Regions from separate parts of the Sus scrofa genome. Here region 1 is linked to region 2. The links are chromatin contacts, called in public Hi-C maps. All regions are on one chromosome and are shown on one strand. The core of a region is the stretch at or near the end of the contact, and the rest is flanking DNA. Distances in the headings are between cores, read along the strand shown. Region 1 holds the start of GAREM1 (GRB2-associated and regulator of MAPK protein 1). Region 2 overlaps GAREM1 (GRB2-associated and regulator of MAPK protein 1).

Region 1 (4,989 bases), core at 89-2,588, 41 kb before region 2:
GGTAAAGTAACGCTAAAAAAAGAGATTAGCACAGAAAAGTCAGTAAGTGCCTAAAGAAACAGGAATCTCACTCACAGTCACCTTTACATTCTGAACTCTCTCTGCAAGTGGGCAGGCCTTACTCAATACTGGGGAAAATAAAATAGTTATCATGAAAAGCAGACAGAAGGTTTGAATCCTGGCAAGACTGTCTACAAGTTATATAATCTTGCCAAACTCCCTAAATTCTTGGTACGCATATAATTATCACCGGAATTATTCCAACCTTTTAAGGTTGGGAGAGAAATAACTGAGAAAAGCATGTGACAAAAACTGGTGTCCCAGGAACCCCTGGCGTGTCTCTGGCTGTTGGTGGCCTCATCTTCCGCAGTCTCCAGCAGCTGTCCATACAATGAAGGTACTAAATCGAGTCACCTTCCCTTATGTGGGCACTGATTATTCATTACCTTTCTGCTTCTCGGTGCTTCGGCCTTTGTCTTTCTGCCTAGCAGCCAAAGTCCAGACTGGATGGAATAACTTCAGCTGCTTTTTTGTAAACTTGTAGGGTTGGCGGGAGGCGGCGGACGGGGGTCGGGGGGCAAGGAATGCTCCCCGCCTGCCCTTCCCAGCTCTGTCCGCGGCACTCTCAAGAGATGGACACCAAACAGATCACTTTTGTGCCCTGGAGTAGCAACTCCGGTACCAGGGTGGACTGGAGAAGTGCCTGACAACGCCTAGGAAAGATTCCTAAGTTCGCTGCGTTCCTCCAGGTCGCCCCACAAGAAGGCACAGCGCAGCGAAGGAGTCCGGGCGCGCGGTGGCGCCGGGCAAGGCTGCAGGGCGCCCGAGCGGTCGGACGGGGGAGCGAGAGCTAAAGCTTGCGGAGCTTCTCGAGCGGCCGGGGCCGCGGCGGGACCCGGGAGCCGTTGCCAAGCTGAGCTCGCCGGACCGCGAGAGGCGGAGGCCGCGCCGGAGGCGGGGCCAGACGGGGCGGGGCGGGGCGGGAGGCGCCGGGGAGGCGGGGGCGGGGGCGGTGTCTCCCAGAGCTGCGCAGGCGTTGCTCGCACCTTGTTGATTAGTCAGTGCTGGGAGCGCTGCTATGGCGTTTCTCAGACCCGCGGCTCCTCCTCACACACTCGAGGCGGAGGGAAGGAGGGGTAAGAGGAGGAGGAGGCGAGCGGGCGGCCGCCGCAGCTGCAGACCCGGGGCCAGAGAAGGAGGCGGAGCGGGAGCCGCCGCAGCTACCCCGGCCGCCGCCGCCCGCCGCCGTGGGGCTGCTGCGAGTCCTCTCCGGGCTTGAGGGCACGCGGGGCGCCCCAGCCATGCCCCGCAGCGGCAGCTGAGCCGGCCGCGGGCCCCCTCCTTCCCTCCCGGCCGCCGCGCCCCCGGTCAGCCCGCGGCGGGAGTGCCCGGCGCCCCCCGCGCGCCCCAGACCACGAGCGCGAGCAGCGGCGGCCGCCGAGGTGGTGCCGGCGGCGGCGGGAGCGCGGGGCCGGAGGAGGCGGGGAAGATGGACCCGGCGCCCTCGTTGGGTTGCAGCCTCAAGGATGTGAAGTGGAGCTCGGTGGCCGTTCCGCTCGACCTGCTGGTCAGCACTTACCGGCTGCCCCAGATCGCGCGGCTGGACAGCGGTGAGTCCCCGCCCGCGGACCGCAGTCTCGGCGCGGCTGTGCGCGCGTGTAGCTCGGGAGGGTGGGACCCGGTGGGAGTGGGCTGCCCACCCCTGTAGCGTTGGACTTGGACAGAGCGGCTGCCGCAGCCTGGCGCGTTGCTCTGAACTCCCCCCCCCCCCCGCCCCAGCAACCTCTGGAGATGTGAAAATCACAGCCCTTGCAGTGTAATTAAAAAGGACGCAAAAAAAAAAAAAAAAAAAAAAAAAAGTAAGGAAACCTCTGCAGATAGTAATCTTGGAGGCGAGCTGTCCCTCCCCTCCAGCCTGTAGGAATTACTCAACCTGGAAAACCCTGAAGAGTTGTCTTAGACAACTTTCTTACAAAATAATTGTGCTTTGGGTGGCATCTTTATTTTGGATGCTCTCCTCCCCCTTCCCCTCCCCCACAAGAAGCAGATTTTAGGGGAAAAGCTCCTGGGTGACCAATGAAAGGGATCACATTTCTTGGAGACCTTTCATTACGGCTTGTCTGTTTGGTTTCACTGAACTGAAAGTAATTTAGGGCTGTGTGTAGAAAATGTTTTTAGTGGAAGTGATGGTATGCTTAAGGTTAATTATTAGCGCATTTCGAGCCTGGAAAAAATTGAAACCTATATTGACTTGGAACCTGAGCTCAGAACTAAGAAATGCTTGTTTCCTCAAATTGTCAACCAGAAACCAATCAAACGTCTCCCAGCTGTTTGTTCTGCAGGGTGACATCTGCAAACAAGTAGATAGATGTGCATACTGTCAAGCAAGTATATACCTTTCAGTTTGAGAGTTGTGACATACAAGGTGGCAATTTAGGTGTGTTTTGTCTTTTGTGTTTTCATGATAACTTCCGTTGATTTTGGCTTCATAGGATTTCAGAACGTTGGCAGAAACAAGCTGCTGCCGGGCTGCTCGAAGCACCTGGACCCAGGCTGGCAGACAGGCAGATAGAGCTCTGATCACACAGGCCAAGTCAGGAGAGCACTGAGCAGGAAGATGTCATTTCAAGTCACAAGGACTTGGGTTACTCCTTTTCTGGAGTACTGTGTGTGTAACATGAGACATATAACCGTCCAAAGGCATTTTTGTTCCCTTTCTTATCTGTGGGGTTAGTTAGATTAGACATTTGAAGTACTGATTTGAAAAATAAAGGCAAGCAAGAAAGTTCATGAAAGCTGGAAAACAGCCTTGGCATGCTTGCTGGCCTTGTTTAGTTGCTGGTGGTAAGGGTGGGCATTGAGAATAAATTAGGAGTTTTAAAACTAGTAATGAAGTGCAGATGAATTCAGGGAAGGGTAGGTGGTGTGTGGAAGCATTTCTGCTTAGAGTGGGGTGCTTTAAATCTGTATCTGTGGATCTAAATCAGAGAGTGTGTGTGTGTACTCAGTATTTCATTTACTCTTTTGCTGTGCAAAATTTTGTGTTTTGGAAGGTTATGAGTCCTCACCTTTTCTGATGGTCTCTCATTTCCTCACCCTCCAACGAAACTTCCTAACCAGGCAGGGAACATTAATGCGTGTGGCGTAAAAGTCACACCGAGGTTTCATTAAACTGAAAGTTTCAAAGAGGCTGAATATCACTTGCAGACATTACTTTGAGCTTTATTATCCACTTTCCTATCCCGGCCATTCATAAAAAGGATCTGAATCAGCAGTGTACTCATCCCACACTTCTTTTTAAAATTAGGACGTGGGTAGCAAGTCTTAACACTGTGTCCTTTCAAGCTGTAAAATGGATTTTGATCACTATATGTGTAATTCCAGTTATTTCTTGTAAATTTTCTCTTATTACCACTTGAGAATCACAGTGCCATACACAGATTTGGAATCATAGTCAAATACTGCTTTATACCTGTTTCTTTCTTTCTTTCTTTTTTATTTAATGATTTTTATTTTTTCCATTATAGCTGGTTTACAGTGTTCTGTTAATTTTCTACTGTACAGCAAGGGACCCAGTCTACCTTGTTTCTTTAACTTACTCCCATCTTATTTAATTTTTTTTTTAATAGCTGCATGATATTCCATGGCATGATGGCTGTACCACATACCTAGTCCCCTGCAGTGGACATCAGGCTGCTTCATTTTTAATTATTATTAAGTTGTGATATAGTGAATACTCTTGCACATAAATCTGTTTGTTTGGGTTAGGATATAACCTGCTGCATAAGCATGTAATTCCTTTTTAAGCCCTTGATACACATTGTCAAATTGCTTTAGAGACTAAAGATTATACTTATTTATACTCAAATGAGAATTGTGGGAGTACCGGTTTCCCCGACAGCCTTAAAATACTAAGTACCTTACAAACAAACAACCAAACCAAAAAACAAAACCAAAAAAACTTTGCTAATTTCATGAGGGGAAAGTGTTAGATTACCAACTAAATTTGGATAGACTTTAAAAGAGTTGATCATAGCTTCCATACTTACTTTTTAAAATGTTTCACAGTGGCATTTCTGTCCTGGCTCAGCGGTTAATGAACCTGACTAGCATCCATGAGGATGTGGATTCGATCCCTGGCCTTGTTCAGTGGGTTAAGGATCCAGTGTTGCGGGTGAACTGTGATGTAGGTCACAGCCTCAGCTCAGATCCCATGTTGCTGTGGTGTAGGCCGGCAACTACAGCTCCGATTTGACCCCTAGCCTGGGAACTTCCATATGCTGCTGTGGCCCTAAATGACAAATAAATAAATAAAATGTTTCGCAGGAATGCTTAGAACATATTACAGACAGGCTGCCATATTTATAAATACTATATGTGAACTCTCAAGTTTGGTACAGTCCTCATCCTGTGTATGTCCTTTTGCCAGTTTTAGTACTGCAGGTATGTTTTACGCATACACACACCCTATACTTAGACATGAAAGGTAGTCATTTTCCAAATCACTTGTTTTCAGAGAGGTTAGAAAGAAATTGAAAAACATGCCAATAGTTGCCATTATGCTAAGTAAAAAACTATTGGCTAATTGTAAGCAATCATTAAAGAACATTAAACACTCATTTCATAACTGTTGATTATTGAATGCCTACTATGTGCTGGTACATTTCTAAGCGCTTGGTGTATATTGTCGCAAATCCTTAGCACCCCACTTTAAGGACTTGGGGAACCTGAGATTTAGAGAAATTGAGTGACATACCTAGTAAATGATGGACTGTGATTTGCAGCCAGCTTTCTGACTCTAAAGACAGACCTTTTATCTCAAACTGTACTACTTCCTTATAGTAAGTGAGAGTAGGTTCAGAGTAGGTCTGACATCTGCTCTAAATAGCCCCACTGTCTCTGAGAGCTGGAGGACTGGAAAGTCAATATTTTTAAAACAGCATAGACATCATCCTCATCCATCATATTTAGATGATCTACTCCCCAGAG
Region 2 (4,926 bases), core at 1,957-4,456:
AAGTTACTATTGATCCCTTTGTAATTAACTAATATTGGGGGGAGATACTCTGACATTCTGCATATAGTCCTGTTTCTCTTTAAGCTTTTGTCCACTTATTTTTAATAGTTGTCTGTGGATCTTGCCTACAACAGTGTTACAGTGGTATTCCCATAGTGATGGTTCCTTCATCCCATCTGCATTTATGAATAGGAGTTCTTCTGCAAGGAAGATTTGTCTTCTTATATTTATTTATTTTCACTTATATCAGCATGGACTCATTGATATTTATTATTTTTATTATTTATCAGTGTTATATTTATTTACTTTTATTTATATTTATTATTGCTATTTATTTTGTTGCATTCAAATTGTTCCAGCTTTGGCTGTATGGAGTTCTCATGGCAGCTTCTGTGTTCATCATCGTGCTTCATCTTTTCCTAAAAGCACCTCCCTTTTTTCTGACACCACAACACATTCTAGGCTCATTTTCTCTTTTCCCTGCCTCGCTTTGGAATCAACCACTTCTCCAAGGAGCCCTGATTCCTTTTTTTTTTTAACCCAGGGCCACACCCGCTGCATATGGAGGTTCCCAGGCTAGGGGTCAAATCGGAGCTACATCTACAGCCACAGCAATGCTAGAACCAAGCCACGTCTGTGGCCTACCATGGCAACTCCGGATCCTTAACCCACCAAACGAGGCCAGGGATTGAACCGGCATACTCAAGGATCCTAATGGGGTTCGTTAACCACTGAGCCACGAAGGGAACTCCCGTTTTGGGGAGAATTGATATTCTTAACTATAATGAGTCTTCCGATCCATTAACTTGCTCTGTCTCTCCATTTTTTTTTAACGTCTTCTTTTGATTTCTTTCAAAGGTTTTACAGTTTTCAGCCTACAGAAATATATCTGTACATGTTTTGTTAGAGGTATACTTTCTTTTCTTTTACAAATTGTAAATGATGTTATATTGGAAACAGAATAGATATCCTTGCCTTGTTCTCAATCTTAGGGGGAAAATATTCATTCTTTACCATGGTGTGTGGTGTTAGCTTTGGGCTTTTTTGTTTTGTAGATGTCCTCTATCAAATTAGAAAGATTCATTCTCTTCTGAATTTGCTGAAGTTTTTATCATGAGTGGGTGTTGTATTTTGTGAAATGCTTTTTCTATATCAACTGCGATGATCATGTGTAGGTTGTGTTTTTAATCTATCAATGTGATGAATTACATTAGTTGGCTTCAAATACTAATCTCACCATGAATTGTCAGGATAAACTCCAGTTGGAATTGGTGTATTACTATTAAAGTTAATATTTAGTTGAGGGTTTTTATCTTTTGTTGAGGCTGATGAGGGATATTGGTGTAATATTCTTTTCTACTATCTTTGGTTCTGTATTCATGGTAATTCTGACCCCATAGAATGAGTTTGGAAATATTCTCATCTTTCCTGTGTTCCAGAAGGGATTATAGAATTGGTGTTATTTCTTCTTTAAATATCCGCAAATGATCTGGGCTTTGGGATTTCTTTGTGTGAAATGTTTTCTAACTACAAATTTAATTCCTTTAGTAGAAGACTGCTTAGATTGTCTGTTTTTTTCTTTCAGTGATTTTTGGTCGTTTGTCATTTCGAGAAATTTTCCCCTTTTAGCTAAATTGTCGAATTTGCATGTTTAGAGTTGTTCTTCCATGTTACTTTGTTTTCCTTTTCATGCTTGCTGGTTTTTCTTGATAGCCCCTCTTTTCTGATGTTGATAATTTTTCTCTCTCTTTGTTCTTTGTTAGTCTGGCTAGAGATTATCAATTTTATTGATCTTTTCAAAGAACTTAGCTTTCTTTGGGTTTGATTGATTTTTCTCTGTATTTCTGTTTTAAATTTCATTGATTTCTGCTTTCATTTCCTTCCTCTTTTTAACTTTTTAAATTCTATTTCTGCTCTTATTTCCTTCCTTCTGATTACTTGGGGTTTGTCTTGCTCTGCTTTTTCTAGTTTCTTAAGGTCGAAGCTTAGATTGTTGACTTGAGAATTTCTACTTTTATAACTATTTTGTGTTATAAGTATCCTCCTGATCGCTGCTTTGTTAGCATCCATCATACATTGAAAATCCCGAAAGACATTGTTATAATTTTTGCTTTTATCAACCATGCGCATTTCATAGAAATTACGAGAAGAATAGTATATTATATTTCCCCAGATATTTACCATCTCTGTTGCTTCCTTTCTTTCTGGTACTATTTCTCTTTCTTGAAGAATTTTCTTTAGGTTTTGTCTTTGTTTGTTTTGAGTAAATCTTCTGGCAAATGAATTTTCTCTTAGTTTTTCTTTGTCTGAAAATGTCTTTATTTCACCTTCATTTGCTTAAGGGTATTTTCATTGGCTGTAGAAATGCACTGGATGGCAATTCTTTTCTTTCAGGACTTGAAACATGTTCTGCTTCTTTCTGGCCTCCATGATTTCTGATGAAAAGTTAGCAGTTACTTCAATCATTGTTTTGCTAGGCAGTGGGTCACTATATATACTTGGTCTGCTTTCATGATTTTTGTCTTTGTCTTTAGTGTTTTGCTGTTTGATAGAATGTGTAAGAGAATGGATTTCTTTGAGCTTATTTGGTGTGGTATTAGCTGAGACTTTAGAATCTGTACATTTCTATCTACTGGATTTCAAAGCTTTGGCCATTATTTTTTCAAACACTTCTTTTTTCAGCACATTTTCCTTCTCTTCTCCTTCTGGAACTCTGAGGACGTGAATATTAAGACCTTTTGGTATATTCTCACTGGATCCTGAAGACCTGTTTTGTTTTTGTTTTTTGTGCCTCTTCCCCCCTTCTCATGGGATAATTTCTATTAATTTATCTACAGATTTTCTGACATTTTCCTCTCATATCCATTTTGCTCTAGAATCTATCAGTTAATATTTCATTTTAGTTATTGTATTTTTCAGGTCTAATATTTACATTTGCTCCTTTGTATTTTCTGGTTTGTGGGAGAGACTTTTTGTCTGTTTCGTGAGTGCTCACTGTTACTTTTTAAACCATAGTTTTAACAACTGTTTTAAAGTCTTTGTCTTATAATTCTGGTGTTTGGGTTGCTATCTGTCTTTCCCTTCCAAATTGCTATTTTCCTGACCATTGGTATGCCATGTAATTTTAGTTTTTAATCAGGACATGTTGAATGTTCTGTTATGAAACTCAAAGTCTTGACGTCTTGTTTAAATTTTAAGCATAAAATTGATTTTGGTTTTGCTTGTGTTAGCAGGCATTCAACAGGTTAGGGTCAGGTTAACAAGTTTCAGCCTGCCTTTGTGGGCTGTGGTTCCAGTGTCAGTTCAATTTTCACAGCCTTTACAGGGCTAATTGGATGTGACTTCCTTGTGCCTCACCCTGTAGCCAGTCCGGGCCCAGACACTGATCTAGGCTGGAGTCAGTGCTCAGGGCATTTGGTAGGTTGTTGAAGGTCAGAACCATGTGCAGCTCAGGGGTGAGCCCAGGAGTCCTGTACGACTTTATGAAATTTCTCTCCCAATCTCCCTTCTCTTTGTGATCCCACTGGCATTTTCTGACTCCTTAGGGCCCCCTTCCTAGTCCTCTAGCCAAGAAGTCAAAGCTTTAGTTTTTCCCCCTCTGTCTTGCACTTCCTGCAATTGCATCTGTGTCCAGGGTGGTGTTGCAAGAGGACAGAGAGATAAAAAACAACAATGATTTGCTCATCCTTTGGGGACCACTTCTCTGGCCAGAGAGAACTCCCCTCCTCAGAGTTTTAGGGGACCCGCCCTGCTCCTGACACCACTGCCACTGTACTGCTTGAAGACTCTGGTGTTTTGCTCTGCCAGGTTCTTGTCCCCCTTCTCCAGTCTGCCTGCTACCATTTGCTTTCCAAAGTTCTCAAGAGTCCTGCTCCCTGCATTCTGTCCAGGGTTTGCAGTTGCACTGAGTGATGAGACAGTGACATTTCTTATTCTATTTTATCTGGAATCTCAAAATAATCTGTATAGGCTGTGGCTCTCCTGAGGGTGCCAGGCAGGCTGCCCCTTGCTTTCAGTGTATTCACTTAGTTGTTCAACCCGACTGTGTATCTTTTGGGGGTGGGGAGATAGAGAAGTTTCTGAACCTACAGCCCTGCGAGAAGTTTACCAGTTAGTGTACATCGTTTGTTTACAGATCTTTTATTCTTTAACCCGACAATATCAAGTCAAAAACATGTTTTTCAAAGCTACTAGGTTCACCTCTTTCCATTCATGTATGCACCTTTCATTTGAAGCATAGGCAGATTCATTAGGTAAGACCATGTGTTAAAGGTCAGGTTTCACTTTTTTAAGATACCTGCAATTGCAGCACACTCTAACGTGATTGTCTTTGGTCTGTTTTCTGGGTCTGAACACATGCAGAGTGGTGCTTTAATGTCCGTTGTCTCTTCCAGTTACCACCCTGCCTCACTTTGATTTCACTCAGCAGTGCTGCTGTCCATTCTCAGGGCAGCGCTGTGGTACATACTGGCATGTAAACAGTATTCTAGGACTTGATTGGTGATTGTGCTGTGACGTTTGACTTATATGTGTATGCTAACAGAAAAGGACAAGGCTTCTTAAAACTTCCTGTGACATCATTGTATTTCAGAGTTCAAATGCAGATATGGTGATGTGCTGTTGGAAGCCAAATTGTTGCTATATCTTGTCCCTCCCTTTCATCTTACTGGATTGTCTGTGATGAACCATGATTTCTGGTCTTTTGTTGAATGGTGTTAACCAATATTTATGGAAGAAAGGGGTCAAGGATTTAGCTGTTTTCCCCCCTTTTTACATGTATCCTCTAGGCCAGTGGCAGTAAAGATTAAAGAATGTCATTCTTTCCCTGCACCAGGAAGGGGTGAGCTAAACAGGCTCTTTTTAGAATTAAAGCCCACCTCTGTCTGGATTCATGCTTTTCATTAAAGAAGTAAAGCGTCCTTTATC

Evidence for each region. Hi-C and Micro-C count contacts between places; a contact is called where the count stands out from the background.
Region 1: a Hi-C map of liver shows a contact between it and region 2, with 1.8 times the contacts expected there. The contact joins the promoter of GAREM1 here to the enhancer-like site in region 2. A contact is called at or near these places in 1 of 5 promoter capture datasets (liver), 3 of 47 Hi-C or Micro-C datasets (heart right ventricle and liver) and 1 of 2 datasets of contacts at active chromatin or transcription factors (skeletal muscle).

The regions. Positions count from the first base shown.
Region 1 is chr6:116,321,202-116,326,190 of Sscrofa11.1, reverse strand. GAREM1 (GRB2-associated and regulator of MAPK protein 1) reads left to right here and starts at 1,338. Exons shown (of 6, transcript XM_003482054.4): 1 at 1,338-1,610. The coding sequence starts at 1,490. It overlaps LOC102163160 (a long non-coding RNA gene), which reads right to left and starts at 954. Exons shown (of 3, transcript XR_298647.3): 1 at 447-954.
Region 2 is chr6:116,282,046-116,286,971 of Sscrofa11.1, reverse strand. The region is part of intron 1 of GAREM1 (GRB2-associated and regulator of MAPK protein 1); the gene reads left to right. Among named protein-coding and RNA genes, the nearest start is that of GAREM1, 40 kb to the left of the region's middle. Within about 2 kb of position 3,206, at least 7 of the 83 cell types and tissues checked have an H3K27ac peak or open chromatin away from gene starts, as enhancers often do. A contact at or near this core is called in liver, where this site is marked.